Linked DNA regions of Capsicum annuum: region 2 is linked to region 1. Evidence: chromatin contacts called from public Hi-C data. All regions are on one chromosome and are shown on one strand. Each heading gives the region's core, a stretch centred on a gene start, on an enhancer-like site or on the middle of the called end of the contact. The rest is flanking DNA. Distances are from core to core; before and after follow the strand shown. Region 1 holds the start of LOC107848380 (two-component response regulator ARR5). Region 2 holds the start of LOC107847681.

Evidence for each region. A called contact is a pair of places that touch in the nucleus more often than the background predicts.
Region 2: a Hi-C map of leaf shows a contact between it and region 1, with 2.1 times the contacts expected there. The contact joins the promoter of LOC107847681 here to the promoter of LOC107848380 in region 1. A contact is called at or near these places in 2 of 5 Hi-C or Micro-C datasets (bud and leaf).

What each region holds. Positions count from the first base shown.
Region 1 is chr11:37,820,228-37,825,305 of UCD10Xv1.1, forward strand. LOC107848380 (two-component response regulator ARR5) reads right to left here and starts at 2,331. Exons shown (of 5, transcript XM_016693143.2): 1 at 1,928-2,331; 2 at 1,457-1,533; 3 at 1,308-1,385; 4 at 1,034-1,101. The coding sequence starts at 2,090.
Region 2 is chr11:37,976,705-37,981,075 of UCD10Xv1.1, forward strand. It overlaps LOC107847681, which reads left to right and starts at 1,714. Exons shown (of 7, transcript XM_016692080.2): 1 at 1,714-2,451. The coding sequence starts at 2,134.

The DNA of each region.
Region 1 (5,078 bases), core at 1,081-3,580:
TCAAACAATGCTTTATGCAACGACATTTATTCGTGGTACAACAAAATTGCATATAAAGCTAAACATTAATTAGTGGCATACTAAAATTGCATATATTGTTAATCCAAACTTTACTAGAATAAGAACATGCATTCTTCTTTATAATACTAAATACAACTATTGAATAAGCAGACAAAGAGATGCTCTGAACTATGATATTGTAAAGTACGAATCCAACTACTCTTTTTTTTGGTATATGACATTAAACTAATGAAGTGGTTGTTCATACATTGTTTTTGGTCATGCAAGAAACTGGCTGAACAATAATAATAACTGATCACAACTTCCAAAATATGCAAGTCAAAACCTTATTTTATCACAATTGATTAATTAAAGAATCAAACAGATCTTGAAAGCACATGTACATAGGATCCATAAAGATTTGATGCTATCTTTAATTTAATTGCAAGATAGCTTTAGGTTGTCAGTGTTACTTCCTCGATTATTTATTTTTTCTTAAATTAATTGGAAGATAGCTTTAGGTTGTCAATGGGACTACCCTTCTAGTTTTATTAAGTTTCCTTCTCTCTTTGGAGTCTGTGGGAGAGCCAAGATTTTTAACAAGGAGATTCAAAATATAAAGATATAAACGCAAAAACAAGCCAAAGATTTCAACATATAGTATACATACCTCAAGAAAATGAACCTATCTACACAGTGTCCGGAGAAGGATGTCAATTGACTCCCATTGAACAAGGGTGGCTCCGCCCCTCAATGGGGTATTACTAAAGTTCTTAGACTCTTTTTTGAAAAAGTAAATGCAATGTCAATTAGTATTTGCTTCGTTCCATTCATTTAAGACTAGAGAATTCCAGAAGTTCCTAAATCTATAAACATCTAATCACACAAGGTTCCAAAGCAAAAGTCACTAGCAAAAATATATTCAACGTTTTCATGTATTCTATTTTATAAATTCACTAGTCAAACAGAATATATCAAGGCACACAAGGAAATAAGAAGTACAAAATCCAGCAGCAAGTGAATTTAAAAGTACCTGTCAATTCTAGCCAAAACATTTTCAGAAGACATGATTACAACTGGAATTTCCCTAAAAGATGAGCCCTGTTTCACAAATACAAATTTGGAAACTTAAGTACATTGATTAAATTTTTCCTATAAGAAACTCAGACATTAATCTTTCAAGCAAAAAGGATCAGCTCGGACCTCTTGGTCATGTGGCAACAACTTTACCGGTTCCACTGAGGCTCTCCTTCATTGCAAGCAACATAAACTAAATGAACAATGAAAAGAAAGGGCAAAACAAGTACCTTAATCTTTTTGAGCAAATCATAACCAGTCATTCCAGGCATACAATAATCTGTAATTATCAGATCCACCTTCAAACCCTAACATCACAAAAATAAAATATCAAAATCTATTAAAAAAATCCAACAAAAAAATCACAAAAATTCCTTACATCAATGCTAACAGAACTCTCTTCTCCGTCCAATCCAAGATACTTCAATGCTCTCATCCCACTATCCACAGTAGTCACTGTACAATTTCAATAAAACACACACTTCAAACTCCCACTTTTTCACAAAAAAAATAAATTATTACTCCCTCCATTTCAATTTATTTAACCTAGTTTAACTCAGATACAAAGTTTAAAAAACTAAAGAAAGTTTTAAAGCTCGGAGACTTAAATTAAAGATATGTCAAATTTAAATTAAAAACACGTCAAATGTATCAAATATCATTTAATCTTATGCTCTTCGACATATTAAAATTAAAGAATTGCTAAAAAACGAAAGAGACTTTTTTTTTTGTACAAAACATGATGAAACTAAAGAGTTGCTAACAAATTAAAAGGTCATTCCTTTTTAGACAGACTAAAATGAAAAGTAGGCCAAACAAATCAAAACGGGACAAAGTACAAAATTTTCACCTTTACAAGAAGTAATTTTGAGGAGACGTTCAATAACAATTCTATCCACAAGACTATCATCAACAGCAAGAACATGAACCTCATGAGTAATCTCCCTTAACTCACCCAACTCCTCCACCATCTCCGCCTTACGCCGCCGTGAAAATACACCATTTCTTGCCATTTTAGTACACAACACTAACAATAAATGCAACAAAAATGGAACAAAAACCACAAATATTATAGTAAAATGAGAAAACCCCAGTTTTTTTCTTGGGAAAATATGTGGGAAATTGAATGTTCTAGAATTTTGGGGGAAAAAATACCAAGAAAATTAAGAAGAGGAGTAGGAAATGGAGAACATATTAAAAAGAGAGGAGAGTGTGTGTGTGATATAAATGTCTCTGTCTTGTTCATGGGTACAATATACATGTCCTCGTTTCTTTTTCTTTAAAAAAAAAATATTTTAATGAATATTTAGTAGCCGTTTCAATATGAAAATTAAAATTTTTAAGAATTGGAGTTGAAATTGTGTTTGATCATGTCTTTTTTGAAAAAAAAATTTAGAATTTTGAAAAAAAATTTAAAATATGACTTTATGCCCCAATTTTTACAAACTATCAAAATTATCCAACTAAAATTTACCTACTAACGAAAAAGAACACAATTAGCCGCTTTTATAAAAATAATTACATATACATCACCATATTTAATGAATTTCAATTATGATGTATATAATATTTAATTATGATGTATATAATATTTACATTAATAGTTGTTTTGTCATATTTAAAAATTTTAAATATGGGTTTATATTAACAGATCACTACTTTCTATTTTTTAGGTAACAAATATTATCTTTCAAATAAATTTACTTTTTTTTAGTAATTTATTTCCTTTATTTTTCGTTCCTAAAAAATAGGAAATGATGAGTTGTTATTAAATTTTAGGGTGCCGCTAATTTATTTTTTAAATTTTTTTATACATGAAAGATTTTACTGTGTGTAAATAAATTATTTTTATGTAAAATATACTTTGCATATTTATGGTATATTATATCATATACCATAAATATATAAATATACTTAGTATGTTTCTTTATACTTTATATATTTATATGTGTATATGATATATACATGGTATAAACTTCATATATAACATACTTTGTAAATTTATGTTATAAATATGCTTAGTATGTTTCTTAATACTTTCTATATTTATATATGTGTGTCTATGATATATACAAGGTATAAACTTTATATATAACATACTTTGTATATTTCTATTATAAATATAACACTTTAAATATTTATGGGTATAAATATAATACTTTCTGTATAAAGATACCAAGTATTATGGTATATAAAGATAGCAGTTGCAGTTTAAGATATTAATTTGTTAAATTAGACATATTTTTTTTATGAAAAATATGTATCACCGATTTATATTTTTAGCATATATATGGTATAAACTATTTATATTTGAATAATATAATAAAGATGTACACAATATAATATATATAATCAAATTAAAAATAAGAATAATTTGTGGCGGTGTTAAACTAAGATGTTACAACTTTATTAATTTCATAAATATAGAAAACGATTATCCATTATTAATTACATGACTATAATTCTTTAAACGTCCGTATCACAATAGAAAAATTATTATTATTATTATATTATAGTAATTAAGATCATTAGCAGTAAAATAATGTCTTAAATAAGAGAGAAAAAGAGATATATATTAATTATGATAGCATTAAGTTTGAAATTATAATTATCTTATTCTTTAAAACTGCTATATACATAATATTGAAAAAGTAATGTTATAAAGAGAGTTTTATGTAAAAACTTAAAAGATTGGGGTTATATGTAATAATAATAAAAATTGGAATTGGAGTTGGAAAATTGTGAAAACACCAAAAACCTGTTTTCCCTTTTCAGAATTTATTTTCGAAATTATTGTTCAAATTTTCATGGCCAAACACCACCATTTCCAATTCCGAAAAAAAATTTCAAAAAAAAAGGAAAAAAAATTCATGGCCAAACGGTCCCTTAGTTTCCAAAATTATATACATATGTAAATATATTACAGCTTGTTTGGATGGATATATGTTTTTAGTAATTTGGAGTAATTTTCATCGATAGTCATTCATGTTTTCATAATTGCCTACAAAGATCACTTTTGTTTCTTTTAGGTTAAAAATATCACCCAACTATCCCTATTTTCTTCAAAAACTACTTGACACTTCAAAAATATTTCTTTTCTCCTAGTTTGCATGACCTGTCATTAAGTTTTTTTTTTTATATATAAGATATAAGAAATAGATCTTTTATATATTTATTTTATCTTTCTTACAAAACGGCATGAGCAAGGCATGAATCATCACAAGGAAAGGGCTGGGGGCTATTACGTGACTGATAAAAAATAAATTATATTTATTCTTTATTCGATATAAGAAAAATTACATCACATGATAAAAAAAATATTAGATAATCACACAACTTAAAGGAAAATAATTCCTCTGGTAATGCAATGCATATTACTCATCAATGAAGTAGTTGATGTGTCCAAGTGTATACATAAAACTAAAGGATTGAATTATTTTATTTGGTACTTTTCAAAGTTTTCTAAATTTATTTATTTAATCACTTAATAATAATATTTTTAAAACTCAAGGTATTTATATGAATTGATACTAATTTTTTTTATTTATTTATTTCATATACTAAAGATTCTTAAAATGTAAAAAAAATAAAAATGATGACTTTCAAATTTTCATATATGTGTTAAATGTACTATTTTGAAGGAACGCAAAATTATTTAGTCATGAAACAAATTATTTTAAAAAAAAAATATTAAAAAAATAATCTAATACTACAAATGAATCTTTGAAATAGTACCCAACCAAAGATTGCTTGCTTTTTGTGAGTTTAGTATCAGGAAAGGATATAAATTGATGTTTATTTATATAATAAGATAAAATATAGTATAATAAAAATAAAAAATAAAATGAAAAAATAAAATTTAAAATAATAGATTTCTATTTTATAAAGTTTTTGTCTTCGTTAACTTTGCGGATTTACTTGATTTGTTTATGAAATTTACTTGGGAAAAATCCGCAAGAAGAATTCATTTTTTAACCATCTTTTTATCAAAAAGGTCTTGC
Region 2 (4,371 bases), core at 464-2,963, 160 kb after region 1:
GACCTGTCACCAACTATTCGACTCGTACCCACCTAGTCATACCCATTCTAAAAACTCCACCACCAATACTGGACAACATACGACTGGGCCACCTGAACCATACCCACACCATACAACTGATATGGTGAGTCGTATGATGTCCAGAGAGTCCAAAACCCAGGAAATTTTCTAATGATCAAAACCTAGGGTGTTTCGAGGTTATTTGGGTGGCATTTATTATGGGAATGATGATGTTTGGGGATTACAGAACAGGTAAGCATCATGGTTGGTCCATAGAATCTTGAAGACGTTTAAACATCTCTAAGTTGTTGGGTTTATTGAACAAGATATACTGAGCATGGAGAAGTATTCTATAAAAGAAATGTATGGAAAAATAAGGGGTGTGATGGAATCGGTGAATTGGGGGAAACTTGTTTGGTCAAATTATGGAGCTCCTAGGTGGTTGTTTATTTTGTATCTTGCCTGGAATACTAGGCTAGCTAAGTGGGTTTTAGTTGAATCTCTGATATATCCATTGTGTCGGGAACTCGATGAGGATATTGATCACTTATTTTTTGCATGTAGATTTTCTGGTATAGTATGGTGTAAGTTGTTACAATGGTAAGAAATTCTGAGGTATAATTTGCCATGGAGTTAGGAGGTATAGTGGGCTATTAGAAGTATGGAGGGTTGAAGTAGCAAAGCACAAATATTTCATATGACTATGGCTGGAGCTGTTTATTATTTATGGATGGAAAGAAATAACCACATTTTTCAGCACAAACAAAACACATCTGAGATTATTATTCGACAAGTCATACAGGCTATATATGTTCGAGGATTCCAGTAAGTTAAGCTCATAAATAGGATGCAAACTCTTAATATGTACCACTAATTTGCTAAGATAGTATAGATAGGGGCAGTTTTGATTGGAGGCTGTACCAAGATTTGAGACAGGTTTTGTCCAACTCTGCTTTCTGTTATGTATGGTCATTTTGGTAAATAAAATGTTACTTATCAAAAAAAATAAATTCATATTCAATATTTATATCAAATTAGTTTTTTTGGATCTTATACATAATGAAAACTTTAATACATCGGACAATCTTTTTCTTCTTCTACATAAATATATTATAAGTGACATACTTCTACATTAATTAATATAATTTTTACTAAAGTTAATTTTTTTGACTTGATGTAAATACTTACAACTACTACATACCCTATTAATAATGATTATGGTGGAGTGATAAATAATCTTTGATTCTTAACTAGAGATTTTAGATTTGAGTCGTCCTAGATTAAAAAAAAAAGCGAGAATAAAAAAACATTGTTATTTAACGATTAAATGTTTATTGTTAATTCGTTATCTGTCACCCACTTCAAAACCATAATACTTCCTCCGTTTCAAATTATCTATCTTAAATTTTTTAATATGATTTTTCATTTTACTTATTTTTTTTCATTAATCAAGAAGAAATAATTTTTTTTCTATGTTTTACCCTTTGCATTAATTTTTTTTTCAAATTAAAATGTAAATATTATTTAATAGGAGTACAATGATAAATTAGTTATGTCATTAATTATTTTTTTAATTAATGTGTTATTTGAATTTGGAATGAATAATTTGAGACGACGGGAGTATAATTTACCATACAGGAAATCAACACATTGCAAGTAATTTCTTTTCAAGGAAGTCGAAATAGAACAATTAAAAAAAGAGAAGACCTTGTAGGAACTTTGAATCTGGTCTCAAAGACAATGATATCACCAAAGCAACTCTGTCCTTTTCATCAATAATAGATTTGTCACGTACCCACTTTAAACATTATAAAAACTATAACTCACAATTTTCTATTATTAATCCTACCTATTCTTCAAATAAAATAAAATAAAATTTTCCCAATATTGTACTATCTAAAGAATTTGGGAATATCCACTTCAATCATAACACAAACCTAACGAACAATAACACCCACATTTCCCAAATCTCATCCCCTTCTCAATAAATCCAACAAAAAAATCCCAATTCGAAACTCAAATTTTTCCACCCAATGGAACCCTAAATCGAATCTGAATAATTCCCAAAAGAAATTCCCAAAATATCCATAATCAAGGATCTGCAAATTGCTGTTAAATTCACCTTTTTCAGTGATGTATAGACCAAAGAAGCTGTGTTTTTTAACATTGCTATGGATATTGGGAATTGGGTTAAATTTAGGTTTTGGGAATGCATTGAAAATGCCATTTAGGGTTAAGGATGTACTTCCGGTATTACCCCGTCAAGTTTCTTGGCCCGTGCTTAGTAGTTTGCATAGTGCAATTGATTTGTTGCCAACTTATATTGGATCACTTGCTCCAAATAACGGGTCGATTAGTTGGAAAGGAGCTTGTTTTTATGAGAATGAAGCAAGAGTTGAGTTTACTGGTCCTGGTGATCGTGGCATTGGTGGTGCTACTATACATCTTTTGGTTAGTGGATTCGTTTTTTTTAATGATAATTGTGGATTTAATTTGTATTTAGTTGATTTGTAGAGTAAATTTTGGTGGGTTGGTGTTTAATTGATGAAATGTGATAGGAATAGGTTACAACAACAATACTATACCTAGTGAAATCTCACAAGTGGGGCCTGGTAATTGTAGAGTAGGGTAGAATGTACCGAGACTTCACCCCTACTTCATGGAGGTAAAAAGGTTGTTTCTGAAAGACGCTAGGCTGCGACAAATCAAAGTTATGAGAAAGTATCTATAACAGCAACAAAATAGTAGTTTGATAACTTTAAAAGATACATATAGTTGTTGAATTTTCTGGGTTGAAGTTATCTTGTTGGGGGAGGTGGGGTGTTGGGAAGATGAATAATTGCATGCTTGCGAGCTTAATTTATGCTTCATATTTCTGTATTATGAGTATAGTTTATATTCAGTGTCTCATAATTTTTTACTGTTTTTATTTCATTTAAAACAATATTGAAATTGTAAAAAAAAAGGGTTAAAATTTTGTATAACAGGGAAAAAAGAAAACTATCTATCCTTTATCGAAAACATTTTAGAACTTTCAATAAATAACTTGAATATCGTATTAATAAATAAAGTCTTTACAACAAAATCCAAAGTAAATTATTGCAAAAACATTACTTACATCTTGTTAATAAGAATTAAAGCTTTATGTCATTTGAGAACACTATATTTTATGTGTATTTGTGTATACTTAAGACCCCTAATTAAAATTTTGTTTTAGGTAGAGACTCTGTTCATGATTAAGTTGGGATGAGTTTCTTGTAGGTGACTTTCTTCTGATGAGATTTTTGATCCATCATATAAAGGAATATAATCCATACATGTGCACCTAAATTTTTGATCAATCAGTTTGCTGTATCAAAAACTCTTTTTCTGATTGTGTAAATAAAGTTCTGAAGACAATATGTTAGTGTTATTTTGGTTGAACCCTATATTGTCACTCGTAAACATAACATTCCACTTGTTCCATTCGCACCTATTTCGACATCTAGATTCATCTCTGCAATATTCTGTCTGCATGGTTTTTGAAAATTTCTGACATAACTTTGATCACTATATAGTGCAAGGGGAATTTCATTTAGGCTCCTAGTTGTGGTTATTGCTGTGTTTGAATAATTTTTGAGTAAACTCATTTTATTAGTTAATTAACTCTATTTAAATTCAACATTTTTCAACAATAATTTCATGTTGTAGAACTTATCCTAAAGGCACATAATTTTGGGATCGTTGGTTTGCTGGTTAATGTTATGCAAACATTAGTAATACATGAATTAGTTAGGAAGAAATTTATGTATTATTTTTTTTGTAGATTTTGGTTATTCATGTATAATTTATTCCATTTATATGTATTAGTTATGAATTTTTAAACTGTAAACCAAACATTGTATGAATTTTGTACATGAACTACTTATTTCTTATCCACCTGTCAAAGGTTATATAAGTTATACATAGTTTAATACATGAGTAACTCTACTCTTAACCCCCCCTCCCCCAGGTTGTTAACTAGGGGAGACAGAAGAAAAATTATGAGTTTTTTTAAAAGAAAGATGATGAGTTTGATAGGTGGTATAGTGGGGAAGACATACATTGAGCATTTGGGAGGGGTTTATTCATTTATATGTTAAGTGAATTGGGTTTATCTTGCTATCATATTTTTCTTGCAATCCTGCTCCGAAAACATTTCTAGTGAGACGAGGGTCTACTGGAAATAACCTCCTACCCCACAAAGATAAGAGTTAGGCCTGTGTACATCTTACTGGACCTCACTTGTGAGATTACTCGTTGTAGAGTTGGGAGGAGACTTTATAAATGTTACTTGACGAGTTTAGATGTTTTTTTTTCCTTTGTTGGGCCATGGGGTGGGTAGTGGGGCGG